2 separate regions of the Mus musculus genome follow, and region 1 is linked to region 2. The links are chromatin contacts, called in public HiChIP or PLAC-seq maps. All regions are on one chromosome and are shown on one strand. Each heading gives the region's core, a stretch centred on a gene start, on an enhancer-like site or on the middle of the called end of the contact. The rest is flanking DNA. Distances are from core to core; before and after follow the strand shown. Region 1 holds the start of H1f10 (H1.10 linker histone). Region 2 holds the start of Efcc1 (EF hand and coiled-coil domain containing 1).

What was found. HiChIP or PLAC-seq counts read pairs in DNA pulled down with a chosen protein or histone mark.
Region 1: an H3K27ac HiChIP or PLAC-seq map of embryonic stem cells shows a contact between it and region 2, with 4 times the contacts expected there. The contact joins the promoter of H1f10 here to the promoter of Efcc1 in region 2. A contact is called at or near these places in 2 of 39 promoter capture datasets (liver and pre-B cells), 1 of 484 Hi-C or Micro-C datasets (embryonic stem cells), 2 of 115 datasets of contacts at active chromatin or transcription factors (both in embryonic stem cells) and 2 of 9 other capture datasets (adipose tissue and liver).

Annotation. Positions count from the first base shown.
Region 1 is chr6:87,977,435-87,983,985 of GRCm38.p6, reverse strand. H1f10 (H1.10 linker histone) reads left to right here and starts at 2,504. Exons shown (of 1, transcript NM_198622.1): 1 at 2,504-3,565. The coding sequence starts at 2,630. The coding sequence ends at 3,196. It overlaps Gm5577 (predicted gene 5577), which reads right to left and starts at 2,303. Exons shown (of 2, transcript NR_026990.1): 1 at 2,102-2,303; 2 at 1-1,026.
Region 2 is chr6:87,728,994-87,735,770 of GRCm38.p6, reverse strand. It overlaps Efcc1 (EF hand and coiled-coil domain containing 1), which reads right to left and starts at 4,902. Exons shown (of 8, transcript NM_001159697.1): 1 at 4,231-4,902; 2 at 2,835-3,097. The coding sequence starts at 4,878.

The sequences.
Region 1 (6,551 bases), core at 1,255-3,754, 250 kb before region 2:
ACACCAGCAGTCCAGCTCAGTAGTTGGGATAGCAAACACCAATCAGCAGCAGTGGTACTACCTAGCAGAGACAGCCAGGCCTTGGCCTTGGCTGGAGTCAGCAGGAGGGACCAAGGAGAAATGGCCAGGAAGTTCTTGGCTGTGCCCCTCTCAGGGAAGAGAAGATCAGGTCAGCCTCTGCCACTGTCCATCGAGTCCTAGTTATATTCTATTTATACATCCAAACATCACATCTCACCCATAGGTCTTGCCTCAGCACCTATCTGTCTCAGCTGACATCACTCTGCGCATGAGCCCTAGTCTGCGGATGTGGCAAGAAGCCGCAGCACACCACCACAAGTTTTGTTGTTGTGTTTTTCTATGGAGTCCAACAAACGCAGTGCAACTCCACAGTGTAACTCGGACCAATGCATGCGTGTCGTTAGCAAAGACTCCCTCATCACGTGTCCTTTCATGTGCTTGGTTGAGCAGAACATCCTTTTCCTGTGTCCACTTCAGCTAAACGTTCCTTCACGTTTGCAAACCCCATTCAACCAAAGAACTCTTTAAGTTTCCACGTCATTAAAGTGCAAGCAAAGATTAAAAGTTTAGTGAAATATATGCACTAGCTCACTTTTTAAAATCTTAAATTTTCCTTTTGTGAATGAAATAATGTTTTTATGGGATGCAGTCTTAGATGTTAGGGAAGGGCTAATAAGGTAACAACTCGATGTTCTAAGCATTCTTGCGTAATTAATTACAGTTCATTTGATGTTTACATGCCTTAGGAAAAAACAGCATCTCTGTGGGTAATTTTGGGCTTATCGATTGTATTGAAGTTTCCTGACTCTTAACAAGAAAGACAAACTAGATTCTCACATTGCTTTGTCTGTCTTACCTCAGATTGACTGGACCAACAGACACCAGTCTGGTGAACAACATCTGTCCTGATTGAAGCTTCTGCCTGAGCCTGAGGGCAGCATGGCATTCCAGCACGCAGGGTACGCAGCAGCAGCAGCAGCAGCAGCAGCAGCGGGCTCCTGGTAGCTGGAGATAGGAGTGAGTGTCATCAGCCCACGGAAGGGGTTTAAAGAAAAAGAGGGTAGTGAGTCCAGGAGAGCCTGCACCCTATAGCCCGCTGTCCCTCAAAACTCACAGGCCCCTTGGCCCTCCTCCTGAGAACGAGTCACAAGAGGATGACTTGGGCTCTGGGCTCTGCTAAACCCTGGCCACTTCCTGACGATCCTTCCTTTGATGGGGATGAGGTCGTGGGGTGCGGGGAGGCTGGCACACCCACGAGTACTGAGTTTGAAAGGCTGAGAATCTGGGCCTTCTTGATCTACAGGCAGTCACTCCCTCTTTTCACCCAAGAGGCCAGGGAACTGCTTACCTATTGGAACAAAGCTGGCCTGGACGCTTTAGTGGTGTCTACTATGTCCTCCGCAGGCTGGCCATTGCCTGCACAGCCCTCTCTCCACCGTTGGACTACTTCCCAGGCTTTCAGGTCCTTCTCTGTACCACCACCTCCTTCAAGTCCTCCCGCACCAAGTGATGCAGTATTCGATCCCCCAAAGCCGGCAGGATCCTCAAAAGCCAAATCCCCTGCCACACCCTCTAAGGGAAATGCCTTAAGGGTAACCTTACACTTTTCCATCCTGGAGCCCCCATCTAATTCTGAGGGGTCCAGGGACGGCTACTTAAGCATCACAAAATGGGGTACTTGGGGCCAGAGAGTGGTGAGGAAGTGTCTAGGGAGAGGCCCTTGTGGTCGTGCCTGCACTGACTCATCTTTGAGATGCCAGGCGTGCAACCTCAGGGCAATTCCCTTCTGTTGGTTCCCCTTAGGATTCTGAGAAGACCCCCGCCCCAGCACGCTCTCGGGCTTTGCCTTGCTCCTGTCGGCCGCGTGAGGGCGTACCCTGTGTTAGTTGGGACAAATTAATGCCCTTCCTGCGGGCAGGGCTGTGGTCCCCTGGGCCCAGAACCAACTCAGGTGCCTGAGGAGCACTCTTGTCTGCCGCCTGCAAAGTTCTCGGTCTTGGGGTCTCGCCCGGGGCCCGTGCTAATCCTTTGCAAATCGAGCGCCCCCCTCCTCCATGCTCCTATAGCCTGGGGTACACACCTCTGAGCCGCTCCGCTGAGCCCGTCCTAGGCGCAGGCCGCCTCTGCGCAGCGCAGCGGGCTCGGATGCTGTCCAGGGCACACTGCTGAGGGTGCAGCCGCGCCCGGGAGCCGCGGGCGGAGGAGCCAGTGGCCGCGGAAGGCGCTCCAAGAAGCACAAGTTGGCGCTGGACTGGGCCCAGGCTGTTGTTGTTCTCAACGTGGTCCGCCACGGGGAAATAAAAGCGGAGCGGGGCGCGCTCTCCGCCAGAGCGTAGCGCGCACGCCCAGAGCTCCGGAGCCCGCGCAGTGCTGCCGCGCTCCCCGCAGGCTCCTCTCCGCATCCCACCCCCCCAGCCCCGCCGCGGCCGGCCCGGCCCCCGCCCGCACCTCAGCCCTGCCGCCTGGTCCCAGGCCCGGCCGCGGCCGCTCCCGCCTGGAGCCGCCGCGCGCCCCCAGTCCCCCGGCGCCGCCGCGGCCCCTCGCCTTCCTCTTCCCGGCGCGGCCCCCCGGCTACCGCGCGCCGCCTGCCGCCAACCCGCTGGCCACCATGTCGGTGGAGCTTGAGGAGGCCCTGCCGCCAACGAGCGCCGACGGGACGGCCCGCAAGACGGCCAAGGCCGGCGGCTCTGCGGCGCCCACGCAGCCCAAGAGAAGGAAGAACCGCAAGAAGAACCAGCCAGGCAAGTACAGCCAGCTGGTGGTGGAGACCATCCGCAAGCTGGGGGAGCGCGGCGGCTCGTCTCTGGCGCGCATCTACGCTGAGGCCAGGAAGGTGGCATGGTTCGACCAGCAGAACGGGCGCACCTACCTCAAGTACTCTATCCGGGCGCTGGTGCAGAACGATACGCTACTGCAGGTGAAGGGCACCGGCGCCAACGGATCCTTCAAGCTGAACCGCAAGAAGCTGGAGGGCGGCGCGGAGCGGCGCGGAGCTTCGGCGGCCAGCAGCCCCGCGCCCAAGGCGCGCACGGCGGCGGCGGACAGAACGCCCGCCAGGCCGCAGCCGGAGCGGCGCGCGCACAAGAGCAAGAAGGCGGCGGCTGCTGCCAGCGCGAAGAAAGTGAAGAAGGCGGCCAAACCCAGCGTGCCCAAGGTGCCCAAGGGCCGCAAGTGACGCCCCTACGGTCTGGCGACATCGTCGAGTTTTCCATCTGTCTCTATCCCTATCCGCCCCCCCCACCCTCGGTGTACCGGTTCCGTAGGGTTCCGCCTGGCCCAGGTCCCTGATCCCTGTCCCCTCCCCCGCCCCTCCCCCAGCGATGCTGCGTTCTGTTTGCTTTAGGTTTTTGAAACGGCCCTGGCGACGCCCCCATTGGCTCTCACCCTTGGCAACGGCCGTCGCCATGGTTACCGGCCCGGCGGCGCCAATGGCCTGGTGGCGCCTGCCTACTGTGCCCGCTGATGGCCACCAGGCGCTTGGGTTGTGTGGCGCCTTGCTCCGCCCGCTGCCTTCCTGGGGCGCAATAAACGGTTCCAACCTTGACCATTGTCGTTGTCTTGTGGGCGCTGGAGGCTGCTTGGGGTTCCTGCGGGGGAGTCGAGGGTCATTAAGACCAGCTAGACAACTAGCAGGCGCTGCCAGAGGTGGGACAGATGTGCCCAGAGACAGCTGCCCAGTGGAGAACTCTTGTAAAAGTGGGTTCCCAGTCTTGGGTTGCTGCAGTGTCCAGCATATAAAAGATAAAAGATTTCTACATGTTGGAAATTAAACCTCAGGATCTAGTGCAACATAATGGACAGTTTTACCAAATGGAAGACTAGGAAGGTTCTGAACAGTATGTACACATACAAGTAGGGTGAGATGGAACCCGAGTTAGGGGAGGGTTACATGGTGCTCTTTCCCTGTATCACCTTTTTGGGTCTTGGCAGTGTCTTGAGGGTGGGAAGGGACCAGTGTTTCTTGGCAGGTGTGATCATGAAGCAGACTGAGCTGCCCAAAGTGGGCATTTCACTGCCTCTTGGATGTCTGGTACCTGGCTGAAGTTGCCCTGCAAAGGGCATAGGCAGGTATCATGTTGAATTGGGGTGGACCACCCTCAAGCTGGTCAGTGAGGCAATGACTTCCAGACGGCTCAGTCCACAGGGTCATAACAGCTGGGCCTAAGAAACAGCCTTGCGCTGCTCCATGGATCTTTTTGAGGTTTCCTGAAGGCTAAGGGGTGGCTCTTCTCCAAGTGCTGGTGAAAGCCCTAACCTAACTCTTACCCTGCTAACCCACTGGAGGCTTTTCATGAGCTTCTGGGTGCCTTTCAGGTTATTATTCCTCGTCGTCTTTTCATAATTCCCGACTCTGTACCTGCCTTCCAGTGGTTTATCCCTCACATGCTGCTCTCTGGTTCATCCTTCTCTGTCACCCATCTCCCATTGGCTTCTTACTTCCACTCAGGCCTAGGCTTTCCTAGACACTGAAGGACCCAGGGCACTCGTCAATAGACATCTTATTTAGAATTTCCTTTTTTTTTTTTTTTTTTTTTTTTTTGGTTTTTTGAGACAGGGTTTCTTTGTGTAGCCCTGGCTGTCCTGGAACTCACTCTGTAGACCAGGCTGGCCTCGAACTCAGAAATCTGCCTGCCTCTGCCTCCCAAGTGCTGGGATTAAAGGCACCACAGCAGGATCTTATAGAGGCATTTTCTCTTGAGGTTTCCTCCTCTCAGATGACTCTAGCTTGTGTCAAGTTGACATAAAACTAGCCAGCCCATTGTAATTGTCCTTTTGGGGACCCAGCCCACCTCAATGTCAGGTTACAGGGAGAATACTGAACCTCTCCAGCCCCAGGGGTGGTTATGTGACCTAAGACCTGGCCAGTAAGATCTTAAGTCAGTTGTTATCTTAGCTGCTGTGGGGGGCTGGAGAGATGGCTCAGTGAAACAGACTGGTTCCTGCTGCCAGATCGTTCAATGCCGAGCGACTGGAGGACTTCTAAGGTGACTACTGAGAAACAGCTGTTCTTTCCTCTGGATCACTAAATGGTAGGAATATGAGGGCAGAGTTGGTAGTGGGAAAGGCTGCCTGAAAGGAATCAAGATTGGGGAGTTGGAGGCAGGAAATGGGCACATGTTCAAAGATTTCTGAATGGAGCTCATGGGCCTGACCACCCTAGGGCTGCTGTACTGCTCTGTAGATAAGCTTGTTTGATAAGGGTTGCTGTCAACTGCATCCTGGTCTCCAAATTCTTGAATTACCTTCTTCCTTCATATTCCTTTGTCATTTCTTCAAATGGTTGTTCTTCTAAACTTTCTGCCCAGGGTCCCCAAGCCCTCCCTTACCTGCTCAACCAGACTCACTCATGCCATAAGGTGTTTGCTGAGTTTGTTACCTCCTTGCCGAGTTTACCTGCCTGAGAAGCATCCTAAGTTAAAGCTATATGACCCTAGCCAGCCACCCCTATTTCCCATGGGCCAGGAGCTAGGAAGAGCACTGTACAGCCTTGGTCTCCTCCGAGAGGAATGTGTGCAAAAGGGTTACTTTACTGATGCAACTGTTGAGTCCCTAGGATGAGACACAGTCAGCCAATGGCCAGGTTGGAACCCTTGTGCCTCCTGACATTATGTTCCAAATCCATTTCCTCACTATTCCTGGTCTTGATCCCAGCGGCCCTGGATTCCAGTCAAACACAAATGTCGTCTGGCTAAGGAAAAAGTATTTTGGGAGAGGTAGCCTGATGCAGCCAAGAGGCTGAGGACTTCTCTGTAATGCAGTCCAGGCCCAAGTGCTGCCTCTCTGCACCCACTAATGGGAAGGGCTGGGTGGAAGCTGAGGCTCAAGGTGCTGGACCTGGTTTCACAGGGCTTTTGATTGGGGAACCAAGATTGCTCTCTCTGAGTCAAGAGTTTCTGAGCCAGACTCACTTATAAGTAGAGTCAAGACCAATTTACTTGTGATTACACACCTGTAAACAGGCTACTACCTCCTTGTAAGCCCCCAGATCTCCGGTCTGCTTTGGGTATACCCAGGTCTGCCTTCTTCCTAGCCTCCAGACATCCCTGTTCTGAGCACCAAAGCCAGAGTGACCACAGACTGGGGTCACCATGTCTGCAAGAACCTGTCCTGAACTTGTCCCTCTGCCAGATCTGAGCATGGGCTTTGGAAGGGGTGATGCTGAAGGACCTTTATCACTGGCTCGGGATGTCAGATTTCAGATGACGTAGGGCGGCACACATCAGGTGTTCTTGGCTATGTCACTATTCCTGAGGCAGTGGTATATGGCTCTAATTCTTTGTTGCTGTTGTTGTTCACATTATTTTAATTATTTGAGAATTTCTATCACACTTTTAACCTCCACCTACTGAAGAAGGAGAAAGAGGAGGAGGAGGAGGAGAAAGAAGAAACGACACACAAGCCCAGTTTGTGTTTAGAGGGCTCTGATTCTTCAGAAGAAGAGGAGCGGTGGTGTATTAGTCAGGGTTCTCTAGAGTCACAGAACTTATGGATAGTCTCTAGATAATAAAGGAATTTATTGATGACTTACA
Region 2 (6,777 bases), core at 3,653-6,152:
CCTTCATATTCTTTCTCTGTGCTCACTGGCGGTCATGAGGTGAGCACCCTTTGCTTTATGCTGCTGTTGCCTAGAATCATCTGACCCAAGCACTATGACAGAAACACTTGAAACCATGATCCAAGACAAAGCTTTCCACACAGAACCTGAGTAACACACCTTCCTGTTTGCAAAGCATCCTGTGAATGTTTGGTCGGGATGACTAGTGGGGAAACCCCAGAGGGCTGTGCATCTTCTCAGAGTAAACTAAGTGGTGTGGCCCCGGGCTGTGCAGGTGGGGTTTCCATCCTGCCTGTTACTTACAGGGTCCTGCTAGTACATCACTGGCCTGGATCTCTGGTCTGCGATACAGTAAGAACGACCTTCAGGTTGGCTTTGAGCTCCCATGCATTGACATGGAAAGGATGCTTAGCAGCCATAGACTGCTAGCCTGCTCACAGTGTGGCCTTCACATGGAGGATTTGCCCTTGGATACTCCGTTCTGTCCTTCCAGACTCTAGGGTGCCTGGTCTTTCCTATTCTCTTCAGACACTTGGCATTTCATCTGAGCTCTCTACAGCTGCTATTTCCTCTTCCTTAAGAATGGAACTCTGATTGTACCTGGTGCTCACCAGTACCATCAGTCACCATTGTGGGTGGCAGCAGAAAATGATATAGTCTGTGCCAGTAAGATCCTTATTTAAGTTCTGAATACAAAGGCATAGGCTCCTTGGGGAGAGTGTGGTGGTTTGAATATGCTTGGCCCAGGGAGTGGCACTATTAGGAGGCATGGCCTTGTTGGAGGAGGAATGTCACTGTGAGGGTGGGCTTTGAGACTCTCCTCCTAGCGGCCTTCAGATGAACATACAGAATTCTCAGTTCCTTCCGCATCATGACTGCCTGGGTGCTGCCATGCTCCTGCCTTGATGAGAATGGACTGAACCTCTGAACCTGTAAGGCAGCCCCAATTAAATGTTGTCCTTTATAAGAGTTGCCTTGGTCATGGGGTCTCTTCACAGCCATGGAAACCCTAGCTAAGACAGAGAGCACACCTCTCTTCTTGTGCCTGAATGGTAGATGTAAGACTGTAGGCACTGTCGCCATTCTGTAATCAACGGAACAGCAGCAACAACAAACCTGTAGAGTAGAAGGGAGAACACTGGCTGTGGGGCAGGCAGACCATACTCTTCTACTTTCTGGCTGCATAATCTCAGGCGTGTTTAAAATGGTATCTGTAAAATGGGGGTCAAGACCTTCACCTTGCACAGTCGTTTCGCGGATCCAGTGCTGCGATAAACAGGAATCTATGTTCTCTACTGTAAAGCTCTCTCCTCTATTGCAGTTGTTTTAATGCATAAATAAATAAGTGTGACTTTAAGGCAACATGAAGGAGACCATTTGTTTCTCCTCATGGACATGAACCTTCTGTCAACCAGCTCTGATCTGTAGCCCATCAGCTATGCAAACAGGAAGCAACTATGCAAACATTTGGAGCTGCAGGGGGCTGGCCAGGGTCAGCCTCTTCCAGCTGAGTGCCTCAGAAGGCAAGGAAGAGGCCCCTCCTCCGAGGACAGAAGTTCAAAGCCATCCCTTTGGGTTGTCCTCCCCTGGCCTTGGTCAGATCATCCTCTGTCAGGGGAGACCCATCCTCACTGGCTCCTCTAAGCTGTCCCTGTTCTTTGCCCCTCCTCTCTGTCCCATCACAGTGGGAATGGGGTAGTTTTTGTTGTTGTTGTTGTTGTTTTTTGTTTTTGTTGTTGTTGCTTTTTCTTTCTGAAATGCAATCTGCTTGGGTCGCCTGTCTCAGAACGTTTCCATGGTTTTCTGTTCTCTAAGGATTAGATAAAGGCTATGCTACCTTCCAGGCTCTAGATGCCTGGCCCTTTCTCTCTTGTTTCCAGCTGTACCTCTCCAGCCATTCTGACTTCTGTTTAGTTTCTGGAATGTGCTATGGTGACCCTGAAGGCTTTGCCCATACTGTTCCTATTTTCTCAGCTTTTAAGCTCCTACTTCTGGGCAGGGGCCAGGCTAAGCCTGCAGCAGGAACAGGCCTACCCCAGCTCTAGCGTTTGTTCCGCCTCACTTCTGTTCCCGTGGAAGTCTCATGCTCTCTAATTGCAGCCCAGGACAGGGATTTTGGTCTGTTCTCTTCACAGCCACATCCTTTGCCAGGTAGACAGTGGCCCAGAAGGTCTCAGCTGCTGTGCAAATCAGGAGACAGGCCTGCCCTACCATGTGAAAAAAACGCTAGGCAGAGAGAGCCTCACGGCTGTTCTGCTCTGCAAAGACTCCAGTCTGCTCCACCCAGGAGCAACAGGCTAGAGGACAGCTGGTGACTTGCCAAAATTACACATCTGTCAACAGCCTTGCTAGAATTGGAGCCTGGTTCCAGAGTCTAGCTTCCTGCCGTGTTCAGCTAGCACATAAGGTCACTTTAAATCTGTTTCCTCATCTGAAGAATGGGATCATAACAGGTCCCTCTTCGCTGGGTTTCCTAAGGATGAACTGAAACAAGCCCATAAAGTGCTTTTACTTGGGCCCGCCCGTACACAGTGCGCAGTCAGTGATAATCAGGATCAAACTGAAGAGCCAAAAATGGGTATCACTGATTGCAATCCGCGAGTAACAAGTGAAAGGATTTCGTGGATGAACAGGAGCGTAAACAGATGGATGGGCCGATGGATGGTAGTGGAGTACTGACTTACAAAATGGAAGAATCATATGTACGAATAGCTGAAGACCGGAATGAACATTAGAGTGCGTAGCGTGGATGCTCGCCTAGGTTTGGGAAACAGCACCCCGCCCCATCTGCTCCCCGCCCCCCCCCCCCAGTTGCTGCCCCGCTCACCGCTCACCTGTAACCTCTAAGCTCTGCCTCCAGTCGCTGCACCTGGCGCTGCAAGCAGGGGACACGCCGCGCCAGCGCCTCCAGCTCCCGCACTCGGTGCAAGCTGCGTCGCACCGCCTGCCGAGCCTCCTCGGTGCGCAGCCGCACCTCCACCTGTCCGCGCTGCAGCCGCCGGGCGCGCGCCTCCGCCTCTGCCAGCGCGCCCTGCGCTCGCTGCAGCTCGTGCGCCGCCGCTTCTGGGATGTCCGACTGGCTTTTCCAGAGGCCGACCTGTCCGCGGGAAGCCACAGTGAGTGACCACTGCAGAAGTCTACGGGGTCATCCCCTTACAACCACAAAGCTAGCTCACTGAGCAACTGGCACAAGCGGCTAAAGCAAGTGTATGCAATACCCCTCACCCCCACCCCCCACGAGGGAAGTTGGGACAGGAAGTCCACCCTCTGTTTTTCTGCATGGTGACAGTAATCCCCCAAAGTCGTGCCTTCTAGGCTTAATTCCTGCATCCAGTGTACGCTGCTCCTAATTCACTGGACTCAAGGCACAGATTAAAGAGCAGACTGAAATTTCCGCCCTTTCTGAGATCTGTGCTCTGGACTGTCCTTGGAAACGGGGTTGATCTGTTTTGTTTTCTGCAGTGTTCCAAAGCATAAAGGAAGCTGGGACAATGTGCCCAGTAGGCACTTGAGCGTGAAAGACGGAGAGACCCTTTTAAATGAGAGACCTAGTCTCAGGCAACACACACACACACGCGCGCGCACACACACACACACACACACACACACTACTCTACGCACTCCCAGGGTTCCTTCTGCCCCATCTTACACTCTCCTGGCAGACATATGAACCACGAAGGCCACTTTGACACCTAGTTGTACTCTGCAGCAACTAGGAGACAGGAGACACCAATGTAACGCAGGTCCTCTTCCTATACGCCTATAAGGGCCCCTTTTCTCCCTTAGCTGGTCACCTGAGCTACACTGAACACCGAGGGCTCAAGTGTTCGTTGACTGATCCCAGAGACCAGCTCACTCAATGGCTCCACCTCAATAGCTCAGAGTGAGCCTGGCCCTCATTGCTGGCCATCATTGTCTTTCTCACCTGGGCTAGAGGCCTGGCTGTGAGGGATTCAACAAGTTTCGCTGACTTGGGGAAGGGCAGTCAGTCCTTTGTTTTCCTTAAACCTCCCGAAGAAGGATGTGTGCTGACCCATCACTACTTGGCTACTTAAACAGGTTCCTTCTAGGATTAGAAGGGACTTGGGTAGGAAGTTGGGATCTTAAGGAATGATACATTGGGGTGGAAGTTGGAATGAAGGGGGTGGAATGGGGAACGGAGAGAACCAGCTGAGGAGGGGCTGGGCCGCGGTGGGGCGTCTCTGTCTCCACCCGAGGCATCCCTCGCACCTGAAGGGCCAGGCAACGCGCGTCACTGCTCTGCAGCGCAGCCCGTAGGTCCTCCACCAGCTCGCGTAGGCTACTGTTTTCCTCCTCTAGATGTGCCACCCGCTCGCCATAGGCGCCACCGTGCAGGCTCGGTGAGCCAGGCCGGCGGCGGCGGCGCGGGCGGCGGAGGCGGATCTGTGTCTCGATGTGCTCGCTAAGAGCTCCGCGGGGCAGCCGGGGCCCCGCTCGGCTACTGAAATAGCCGCAGAGGCGCGCGTGGAACTGGCGGAAGGTGAGCTCTGGAGGGTCGGCTCGCAGAGCCAGGCGCGCCTCTTCCCTGACGTCCGCGTCCCCGCCAGCGATCATCCCAGCAGCCGGGTTCGTGGAGGCCGCCTCCGCGGAGTTTGCGTCCTCCGTGGCCGTCTCCCCGTCAGCGTTCAGCCCCAGTACCGCGCAGAGCGCACGGAAGTCGGCGCGCGGTAGGCGGCCCGCTCCCCGGCAGTCCAAGTGGTGGAAAACCTCCTGCAGATACTGATCCAGACCGGTAGCCAGCACCACGATCTCATTCTCCACGCCGCGGTCCAGCCCGTAGTGGTGAGCCAAGGCACTCAGCAGCCACTGAGTGCGCCGCGCAGGTCGCCGGTATGGGTCACCCGCCGAGCTCTCCATGCCCAAACCCTGGCGGTTTCTCTCGGCAGATCGGCGCCTTCAGACAGCCGCCCGCGTCCGCGGAGGGAGGGGCTGGGCGGCCACGGTCAGGCCAGAGAGGCACGGGACCGTATCCAGGCAGCTGCGTGGACTGTGCAGGACGTCTGTGTTTGTCCCGATGGGAGGCGCTGGAGCTACGCGCTCTAGTAATGGCCTTGACCTGCACTCCCCATCGCTCCCCATCCCTATCCCCATCCCCATCACTGTAACCAGTTCCTGACTCAGTTCTTTTGCCCTCTCCAGGCCTTTCCGCTATTGTCACCAGAGGCTGGAGCGCCTGCGCCTGCTGTTGTGTTCTGCAATTCCCAGCCCTCGGCCGGCCGTTCTCTGCCTCTTCTCCAGACTGCTTCCTAAGCTCTCCCTCCCTCCTCGTAACTAGAACCGAGGAGGAAACAAACTTGGACGTGGATGAAGTTAGAGTTTTGGTGAGAGGAAAGTGGTTGTCTACCGCGGCCACCTTTGGGCTCCAGGTGGTTGCTTGGCCTGAGCTCCTTCCGCTGGCTGGGATGAGGTAAACAGTTGTTTGGCCACTATTTTCTTTGGTGCCCTAGAACTTGATTCTGGAAGATGCTGGGCAGACCTGCTTGCTCTTGAGAGCTAACTGGCTTTTCTTCTCTCTTTCACAGAAATGTAGTATTGACTCCGTCTGGCGCTTGCCATGGGAACCTTACCCAGCCATATTGGAGCGAAGAGCAAACTCAGCGGCCCTTGACTATTAGATAAGCAGATCTTGTTTTGTGTACAAATCCCAGTTGAAAAGCATTATCATTTTGTTTCCTCCATTATAGCACCCCCGACCAGCACTTTGTCCTTTGTTCCACACACTTCGGGAAGGAATCAGACATCCCAAGCATTTTGGATATACATGTGTACATATATATGTTAATTATAAAACCAATGGCAATTTAACGGAATAATGTACAATACCATACCTTGGCTTCTACCTTGGAAAACCACATGCACAGCATGTTCATTGACCACATTATTGATTATAATGGCTAGAAGCTGATATTCAGCAGGGGCCCAGGCAGGACAAATCGTGGAACAGGGATAAACGAGGAAACACGCTACAGCAGTTATTGTGACTGTTATGACTAATGAATGGTATGTGATAATAACAACACTGCACAGAACATTACTGGATGCTTTCTACAAGGATGCACATAAGGAATGGCAGCCACAGAACATCTGGTTGCTGTTTCTGGTGATGGTGAACCCTTTGCTATCGGTGCACTGGCTCTTTTGCTGAAATGGGAGATTGCACTGTAAGATGTACAGATCAACAGTTTTTAGTATGTTACAGTTATCTGACCACAACTACAGTCTAGTACTTCAATATTTCTACTCCCTCCATCCCCACCCTGCCCTCACCATGTGCACCCCAATACTGCTCAGTCTCTAACTTGTCCTTCTGCTAAGGGAAGCGACTACTTTATGAATCCATAATCTGCTTATTCTAGATATTCATATGACTGGAATCTAATAGAAGGTGACCTTCTGGGGCTGCAGAGATGGCTCAGTGGTTAAGAGCACTGGCTGCTCTTCCAGAGGACCTGGGTCCAATTCTTGTCCCCTCAAGGTGGCTCACAACCATCTGTAACTTCAGTCCCAGAGAATCCAATGCCCTCATCTGCATGCACATGACACATAGATAAATAGAAGCAAAACACCTATACACATAAGATTAAAAGGGGGAATTTAAGGTGGTCTCCTGTGTAATTGTTATTTGCGTGTTTGCTTGCATTTTTTTTTTTGTATTCCTAGATCATCTTTATTTGATTTTTTTGGGGGGGGGGAGAAAAATGTAGGTAGTGTAAAACACTTTTTATATTAAAACAGGTGCTGATAATATTGAATAGA